Linked DNA regions of Sus scrofa: regions 2 and 3 are each linked to region 1. The links are chromatin contacts, called in public HiChIP or PLAC-seq and promoter capture Hi-C maps. All regions are on one chromosome and are shown on one strand. The core of a region is the stretch at or near the end of the contact, and the rest is flanking DNA. Distances in the headings are between cores, read along the strand shown. Region 1 holds the start of VHL (von Hippel-Lindau disease tumor suppressor). Region 2 holds the start of CAMK1 (calcium/calmodulin dependent protein kinase I). Region 3 holds the start of ARPC4 (actin related protein 2/3 complex subunit 4).

Region 1 (3,007 bases), core at 358-2,857:
GGAGATCCTGCAAGGGGAGTTCCCGTAGTGGCTCAGCAGAAACAAATCAGACCTGGAGTTCCCGGTTGTGGTGCAGTGGTTAATGAATCCGACTGGGAACCACGAGGTTGCAGGTTCGATCCCTGGCCTCGCTCAGTGGGTTAAGAATCCAGTGTTGCCGGGACCTGTGGTGTAGGTTGCAGAGGCAGCTCAGATCCCGAATTGCTGTGGGTGTGGTGCAGGCAGGTGGCTACAGCTCCAATTGGACCCCCAGCCTGAGAACCTCCATATGCCTCGGGTGCGACCCTAAAAAGACCAAAAAAAAAAAAAAAAAAAAAAATCTTGCAAGGAAGGTAGTGAAAATTAAGCAAGTATTAACTTCTCTTCTTGAAAGCCAAGGAAGATGACTGCCTCCTTGGGCAGTAAAGCCTAGATATCCCCCACCTGGGTTACTAGGACAGTTTCTTAACCTTTACCAGTAGTCTTTCCCCTCCAAACCACTTTGCCACCTGGTAAGCTTTTCAGTGTTATGTCTGGCAACGCCATTCCCTGCTTAAAACTTTCAATGGCCCCATTTCTCAGGGATAAAGTAAACTTTCAGGCTTCCTCTCCCACCATTCCATACCCTCTCCTCTCCCCAAGACCCCAGGTGGTAGGTTCACTCTGCCTATTACTCTCACCTCCTAACCCGGTTGGTTAGATCCCATTCAAACCCTGCAGAATTCTCTTTCTTCTCCGAAAGCGCACACCCCTCCCTTTCTCTGAGCTGGTGCCCCGCCGAACTCTGCTCCAACCACAACACTTAGGACACTGGCTAGTTCTTATCTATTTATGCATTTGTCTCGTCTACTGCACTGGACCATGTACTTCATGAACGCAGGGATCTGAGGCGGAGCTGGCCCACTGGGCACATCAGAGGATATGAGATTCTCCCCTTCACATACAGAACAAATGGGCGTCAGGGATGGAATACACATGTGGCCATCATCAAATGCAAATTATTCAGTTTTAGAACAATGGGCTGTCACGTACTGGCAGCGTCAACCTCTCTGGGGCCTCAGTTACTCAAGGGTAAAATGGGAATACTAACGACAATAGCATCTGCCTTCCCGGATCGGGAGGGGACTCGGTGAGACGTGCCACCGTTGGTTGCCGTTGTTATCAGGCCTGGAGCACTGGGCGCAGCTCAGCACGGGCGACGGCAGGCGCTCGCTGCCCACGGGGACAAAGCGGCGGCGCGGCCCGGCGCGACAGGACGACCCCGGCCAACCTACCTCGGTAACTGTGGATGCGGCGGCCCGTGCCGGGGGGGAGCGTCGGGTAGGGCTGCGGCTCGCCGTCGAAGTTGAGCCACACGGGCAGCACGACGCGCGGGCTGCGGTTGCAGAAGATGACCTGGGACGGCTCCCGCGAATTCACCGAGCGCAGCACAGGCCGGGACCGCCCGGCCTCCATCTCCTTGGCGCCCAGCTCTTTGGAGTCAGACTCTTCCGTGCCAGACTCGGCGCCCGCCTCCTCCGCGCCGGCCCGGGCCTCTTCCGCGTTCCCCGCCTTCCCAGCCTTCCGGGGCATTACGTCGGACAGCCTGGACTACCCGGGCCTCGCCGGGCGGGGCGGGGGCGGGGCGTGCGTGCGCGTCCCCGGGCCTGCGCGCTGTTTTCGCGCGCGCTCGATGGAGAGGGTGGGCTACACCCCCTAAGATGGCTGGTTTGAGGCTGCGCGCATGCGCAGGTGCATCCTCTAAGCAGGGGCCGAGACCTTGCTGAGGCCGAGGCTATCACTGGCTATCCGGATGCCCGGTTTCCCGTATAAGTTGGATTCATGTGCGACCCATACGTTTTTGGCACAGCGTTCTTTAGCTCCATTCATTCTCTTAAGACCTTCGTGGTTTTTGTTATATCCTGCCCAACATCTGCGCTGTTTAATAATTTTCTCATTGATCATTTTTCTCTTTTGTCTCCATTTTGGGTCACAAAATTCGAATTTTGCACAGAAAAGTAGAATAAAGTGAAAATTTAGCTATCATCCCACTTCCCCCAGCCGCCTAGAGGTCCCTGGAGGCAACAAATATCATCAGTTTTTTTGTTCTTCCCTTCCAAGTTGTTCTACACATACGCAAGCAATTAAACATGTTTAGGAATTTTTTTTTTTTTTTTTTTTCGCCACCTGGGCATGCAGTTCCTGGGCCAGAGATCAGATCTGAGCTGCAATTGCGACCTATACTGCGGGTGCAGCGACGCTGGATCCTTTAACCCACAAACCTGTGTCCTGGCGCTTCAGAGATGCTGCCAATCCTGTTAGGTCACAGTGGGAACTTCAAAAAGGAATTTAATATCACTACAGTCAATGGAAATTCATTTACTATAGAAGGGTACAGTGGAACTAATCTCAAAACAAGTTACCGGGTTTTATCTATTAAACAAACGTAAAGGCGCTGAGCCTGCACTCTTCTTAAACAGCCAGGCGTTAGATGTTAGATACTGAGTGTTTAGTTGTTAAGTCAATTTTTTTCTGGACATAATTAGAAAGATTAAAGGAAACTGAAAAGGGAATCATTTTCATAGTTCAGTCTCTGCACTCTGTAATTCGTACCCACCTGGGTTCTCATTCCAGGTTTAGCTTCAAGTATGTGATCTTATTGCAGAAACCCTGGCAGCGGAAGGAGACAAAGGGCACTTGGAGATGCAGACAAAAGAAGGGTTTATTCAGCCCCTGTGCAGGCTCAGAGGAGCTCAGGCTCCAGAGTCTGAGCACCAGGTCTTTGGTCTCAGCAGCTTTTATACAATACAGCGTCTTGTTCTTTCCATGTAAGCAGCCAGGGACCTCCCCTTTCCCCTAGCAGACAGTGTTCCTGCCTAAGAAACTGAGCAAGCAAGGTTGCAGAAGCAAAACTGATAAGCAATGCTTGGATCACTCACTATTAGCAGGGCTGCTAGCTTGGACATAGGGCATGAAGTTGCTACAGAATTACAAGAAGGATGGTATGAGGCCAGCATAGGTGAAAAGGCAGGGGTGTGTGTGGGGGGTG
Region 2 (3,007 bases), core at 185-2,684, 280 kb after region 1:
GTGAAAGAATCCAACCAAAGGCAAGGAGATCTGAGGGAGGGGAATTGCTCCTTAGTCCCCTGACCCCAGAAAAAACAGGTTCCTTCTCTGAACCTCAGTTTACCCTAAAGTAAGTCTAGCTGTCATATTTTGAACCCCGGTGGTACTCCAGGCACGTCACATCCATTATCCCACAGAATTCTCAGGAAAATTCTGAGTCAGTCATCAATATTCCATATTCCAAATGAAGAAATTGAGGCTAAGAGAGGTAAAGTGTGACTCAGAAAAGTTAGTCTCTAAAGCCTTTCTAGGAACCTCTTCCTCTCTCATTGTAGAATGGGCACAATAACCTGACCACCTTCGGACACAGTCCTGAGGTTAAGACAGGGAAAAGCCAATTGAAAATGAGATTGAGCTAAGCATTGTCCTCTCCCTATCTGCAGCTGTAAAATGCAGGAATTCAAGATTGAGGAGCGGCCATGAGGTGGAGTGGGGGGTCCCCAGAAACGTGCCTCCTCCGGCTGGCTCCAGTCCAGCCCCACCCCTTCTTTCTGGGAGTTGCTCCCTCAGTCCCTTCTCCCCAAGGAAGGCCTTGCTCAAGAGGACACAGACCAGGTCTTTTGGCCCCTTGCCCGCCGCCCCAGAGCGGTTTTGGGCTTCCTCTCCCAACCTGGCCCTGAGCCAAAGGCCGCTGGCGCCAGCCCAGTCACGTGGTCCTCTTTGGCCCGCTTCCACGAGGATCCAGATTTAACTCTCCCCCCTCCCCCTTCCCTCCCCGCCCCAGTCCCTCTGGGCACCACACCCGATCTGGCCCGCAGGTGTAGGGAATTAGAGCATCAGCTCTGCAGGTGTGGAGAATTAGAGCCTTAGCTCTGCCTCAGAGAGGGACCTCAGTTTTCCCGCAAGTCAAATGGGATCCCCACCCTAAGACTGTCTCAATTCTCTTCATCACCTACCCTTGCCTTGTCCTTTCCGAACGGCCCCAGGCCTCCACTCCTCTCAGTCTCTAGAGCTCTTCCCTGGGCCTAATTCCCAGGGGCGGACAGGGGCAGGGAGAGTAGGACAGCGCCCAACCCTAAGGGAGCTCCCAGAACTGGTCTGAAAGAAACTCCTAGAGATAGGGCGAAAATGGCCAGCTTCCGGCATCAGACAGACTTGTGTTCGAATTCGACTCTGCTTCTGACCAACTGACTTTGAGCGCTTCATCTCTCTGTGCCTCAGTTGTTCCTACTGTGAAACGGGGACCCAGCCTGATGACGAAGGATGAAAAGAACCCAGCGGAGGATCTGACCTGCACGAAGGGCGGCCGCTGTTAACTCCTGACCTCTCGCCCCTTTCCCAGCCCGGGAGCGGAGCCTCACCTCCCAGTCCCCAGTCCCTCCGTCGCAGGCTCCTCCTCCACTGACATCAGAGCCGCAGGCGGGCGGAGGGAGCCAGCCGAGTCCGAACCAAGCCCCAGCGAGAGAGCCGGCGGCGGGGCCAGGCGCGCAGCAGCGGCGGGCGGCGGACGGCGGCCAGCGGCCAGCGGCCAGAGCCCAGCACCAGGCACCTCCGGCCTCCCAGCCAGCCCCGCGGCGGGGCAGCCGCAGGTACAAGCCCAAAGCCGCGCCGCCCGACCCTGGGCGCAGCCGCTGGATACCCTCCCCCAAGGATGGAAAGGGGAGCCCGGGCGTGCCGGACTCTAGATGGGCAGGGCCGGGCCTCACTCCCCAACCTCTGCCCCAGGCCCAGCAGGTGCCGGTGGGAAACTGAGTGGGTAAAAGAGGAAGGTGGGGAAGGGATGTGTGTGCGTGCGTGTCTGCCTTCAGCTGGGCCTGAATGTGGAAGGACTGGGCATTTGGAGGTATGGATGTGTTGGGATATGAGAGTGACTTAGCTTTGGCAAGGGGCTTCAGATATGAAGTTGCAGCATGTTGGTGTATAAGGGTATCCGTGCGGATGTCTGGGAGTCAGTGCTTTTGTTGCAGATATATGTCCAGGTGTTGTGGTGTGCTGGTATCCAGCTCAAAAGGGCAGTAAGTCAGAGTTGGGGACGTATACAGTTGTGTGCTGACCATGTTTGGAGTTAGGAGTATAAGGATTTGCAGTTGAAGAGCTTCTAGGATAAAGGTATGAATGAATCTGGGATGTCTGGTATACAGGTGAGTGTGTGTGTCTGCCTGTCTGGGTGTCATCAAGGTGTGTATGGATGTGTGTTTTGGGGTATGAGAGGGATGTTTGGGTGTGAGGATGTCTGGGGGAGTGTGTGTTTGGATGTGTGTGCTGACGTCCGGGTGTACATGTGTGATCAAGTGTCAGAGTAACTGGGGATGGCGTGTGCTGGAGGCAGGTGTTTGGGTTCAGGGGTGTGGGTGGCTTTTGATGTGAAACTGTGAGGTTCATATCTGCCAGGCTTCCAGGTGGGTTTAAAATTCTGCCTCTACAGCTTACCACCAAGTCTCCTTTCCTAGAAGTTTCTGCCCCTTGGGATTGGTGGCCAGGCCCCCTTGGGAACATGTCCCATCCAAAGAGTGGAATCCCACACTAGGAGCTCTAATCAGGGCACCTTCCCCTCATTTTTTCCCATGGAGGAAAAAGAGAAGGAAAGGGCCCTCCCTGAGGACACACAGTACACTGAGCTCTGTTTTGGCTTCACTCTCTGTGGACCTGGGATGGGATTGAGAGGCTGTGTTCTCTGGATGGGTCCTAGTCTGGCTGCAGTGCCTTCCTAGGTCTTTGCCTCCAGCAGTCTTTGCTGGGGCCCAGCTAGGGGTCATTGAGCAACTCTGGATCCAAACCCTATCCATCACCAACCTTCGTCTCCCCATTCTTCATCTGATAAATGGGGAGAGCTCACCCTCTACTACTGGTTAGAGTCTCCGTGGTGGTGAGGTCTCAGTGGTGAAAAGTATAGGCTGGATCAGGATGAGATGAAGCCAGGAAGGGACAGGTTGGGTGGGACAATTTCTCAGGTTGCTGGGATCCAGATGGGGAGTCAGAAGGGAGAGGGGGTAATAAGAGGCCTGGGGAGCTCCAGCTGTGGCTGCTG
Region 3 (3,007 bases), core at 251-2,750, 260 kb after region 1:
TTGAAGAGACAGAGTACTCTGTTTTTGTTTTTTGTTTTGGGTTTTTTTTGTTGTTGTTTGGTTGGTTGGTTGGGTTTTGTTTTGTTAGGACTACGCCTATGGCATATGGAAGTTCCCAGGCCAGGGGTTGAATCAGAGCTGCAGCTACCAGCCTACACTACAGCAACGCGAGATCCAAGCCACACTTGCAACCTACACCACATGTCACGGCAATACCAGATCCCTAACCCACTGAGCAAGTCCAGGGATCGAACAGCATCCTCATGGATACTAGTCGTGTTTGTCACCCACGGAGCCACAACAGGAACTCCACAAAGTATTCTGTTTGTTCTAGTTATGATCAAACAACACGATTAGTCCTACAGTGGAGGTACAGAGTATCAGAGACTCATAGACAAAGACGATGCCATTTTAACTGGACCTCAAAAGATGAATAAAATTGGAGTTCCCATTGTGACGCAGTGGAAATGAATCTGACTAGGAACCATGAGGTTTCAGGTTCAATCCCTGGCCTCCATCAGTGGGTTGGGGATCTGGTGTTGCCGTGAGCTGTGGTGTAGGTCACAGACACGGCTTGAATCCTGTGTTGCTGTGGCTGTGGCGTCGGCTGGCAGCTGTAGCTCTGATTGGAGCCCTAGCCTGGGAACCCCCATGTGCCTCAGGTGCAGCCCTAAAAAGCAAAAAAAAAAAAAAAAAAAGAATGAAATTAACTCGTGGGAGTTCCCATCATGGTGCAGCAGAAACGAATCTGACTGGTAACCATGAGGTGCAGGTTTGATCCCTGGCCTCGCTCAGTGGGTTAAGGATCTGGTTTTGCCATGAGCTGTGGTGTAGGTTGCAGATGCAGCTCAGATCCTGCATTGCTATGGCTGTGGTATAGGGCAGCAGCTGCAGCTTCGATTTGACCCCTAACTTGAGACCCTTCATATGCCAAAGGTGTGGCCCTAAAAAGCAAAAAAAAAAAAAAAAAAAAAAATTGTGGTCCCTGGGAATCCATTGAAGCTTTTTGAGTGGGCTGTGGCATAATCAGTTGTGTTTTAGCATCTAAGAAGCTGTGTAACTGATGCAGAGAAGGCTTCCCAGTTGTGGCGATATTTGAAGAGAAGGTTTGCTGGAAAGCTTGCTTTCCTATACCAAAAAATTACTCCCAGCATGTTTTCCTGAGATGTGATCTCTTTGCTTGACCTGCTAAACACTGTGTAACTGGCTTGGGTGCTACATAGGTGAGTCAGTATAGACAAGTGAATAGAATGATTAGAAGAATATGAATAAAATCCTGTGAGATGGGCACAGATAAGGAGCTGAGTTTTGCAGAATGAGTAGGAATTTGCTAGACATAAAGGGAATAAGGAGAGACTTGGAGCCTAATTGAGTTCTAGATCCCAGTTTTTCTCTGGGAGGACGAATTGCCTGTGTCTTCCCTTCTCCCTCTCAGTGACAGTGTGTGAATTTCAGATCCTCACCGACTGGCAGGATAAGAAAGGTGACCGACGATTCCTGAAGCTGGGTCGAGACCATGAGCTTGGAGCTCCCCCCAAACATGGGAAACCCAAGAAGCAGAAACTGGAAGGGAAGGCAGGACATGGGCCGGGCCCTGGCCCTGGGCGACCCAAATCCAAAAACCTTCAGCCCAAGATCCAGGAATATGAATTCACTGATGACCCTATCGACGTGCCACGTATCCCCAAGAATGACGCCCCCAACAGGTTCTGGGCCAGAGAACATAGATGGGCCTCGGGATTCGGGCATTGGAGGCTGTGGTGGGGCCCAGGGCTGAGGTTGGTGGGGGAGGGGCCCTCACTCAGGCTCTGCTTCGCCCTGCAGATTCTGGGCTTCAGTGGAGCCCTACTGTGCTGACATCACCAGTGAGGAGGTGCGCACACTGGAGGAGCTACTGAAACCCCCAGAAGATGAGGCTGAACATTACAAGGTAGCGACCCCCAAGCCTAGGTAGATGTGGAGAACAAGAGGGCTCAGAGTTGCCTCAGAATCTGAGACCCTAAGCTCTGCATCATCTTCCTTCCCCTGTGCTGCCCAGCCTCCTGTCTGCTCTGCTAACCCACCTCAACATACAGGCACTAACGTCACCTTCTCCTTTCTAGCCTATGTAAATGGTCACCATGACCTAAGGCCTCTTCCCTAGTGAGGTCTGTTTCTCTCATCACCTGCCCTTCTTTGGCTCAAGCCTTCATCAGCCTTTACCTGAACAGCCTAACACTTTCTTCCTTCTAGAGGGATTCTTTTTTTTAAATTTTTTGATGTGTAAAAGTTTACTTTTTTTATGAGGAAAATAAAAGAGGTTCCATTAAAGAAAATGTAGAAAATACAGAGAAGCATTGGAGGGGAGCTCTCTCCAATAGGTCAGCTGTCATGATCAGATGTGCTCATGACATGACCCTGCTCTCTGGCCTCTCCCTGGCTCCTGTTACCCAGAATCGAGTAGTCCAGGCATCTCAGTCCATGGTGGCACAGTCCCAGCGCCTCTCTCCTGTTTCCTTGGCCACGCCCCCTCCTCACTGCTGTGTTTATCAGCAGCACCCCCCCCCAGGGTCCTTGCTGGTCTCTGGGCCTCTGCACATGCTCTTCTCCCCTTGGCAATCTGACACCCTTCAAAACCCTGATCACACATTACTTCCACCAGAATGCCTTTGCAGATTCCCGAGCAGAAGATGCACTGCCACAGCACCTTGACTTGCCTCTGTCACTTGCCTAAATTTTTAAAGAATTTATTTGAAAAAGTTATCCATAGAAGCAGTAATAAATTCAAGCAACGCAAAAGATATTTCCCTCTCACTTCTGACCCTGAGGCCTCTAGTTCTCTCGGAGACAATAGCTGTCACCTGAGATGGTCCACATATACATACTATTCTGCACCTTATACTTGGAAATTGTTCCGTTTCGTCTTCCGTGTGTGTTGTACTTCTTTTTGTACCTGGCTTCCTTACTAGACTGTGAGTGTAGAGATTTTATCTCCTTTGTCTCTTCTCACCTGTACCATGCTCAGGCC

What was found. Promoter capture Hi-C pulls out the DNA fragments that hold promoters and counts their contacts. HiChIP or PLAC-seq counts read pairs in DNA pulled down with a chosen protein or histone mark.
Region 2: a promoter capture Hi-C map of liver shows a contact between it and region 1, with 3 times the contacts expected there. The contact joins the promoter of CAMK1 here to the promoter of VHL in region 1. A contact is called at or near these places in 1 of 5 promoter capture datasets (liver) and 1 of 2 datasets of contacts at active chromatin or transcription factors (alveolar macrophages).
Region 3: a contact with region 1 is called in an H3K27ac HiChIP or PLAC-seq map of alveolar macrophages. The contact joins the promoter of ARPC4 here to the promoter of VHL in region 1. A contact is called at or near these places in 1 of 47 Hi-C or Micro-C datasets (embryonic fibroblasts) and 1 of 2 datasets of contacts at active chromatin or transcription factors (alveolar macrophages).

Annotation. Positions count from the first base shown.
Region 1 is chr13:66,333,135-66,336,141 of Sscrofa11.1, reverse strand. It overlaps VHL (von Hippel-Lindau disease tumor suppressor), which reads right to left and starts at 1,607. Exons shown (of 3, transcript XM_003483214.4): 1 at 1,254-1,607. The coding sequence starts at 1,551.
Region 2 is chr13:66,053,685-66,056,691 of Sscrofa11.1, reverse strand. It overlaps CAMK1 (calcium/calmodulin dependent protein kinase I), which reads left to right and starts at 1,434. Exons shown (of 14, transcript NM_001190195.2): 1 at 1,434-1,568.
Region 3 is chr13:66,074,419-66,077,425 of Sscrofa11.1, reverse strand. It overlaps ARPC4 (actin related protein 2/3 complex subunit 4), which reads right to left and starts at 1,500. Exons shown (of 7, transcript NM_001206535.1): 1 at 1,493-1,500. It overlaps TADA3 (transcriptional adaptor 3), which reads left to right. Exons shown (of 10, transcript NM_001206536.1): 4 at 1,456-1,706; 5 at 1,825-1,930.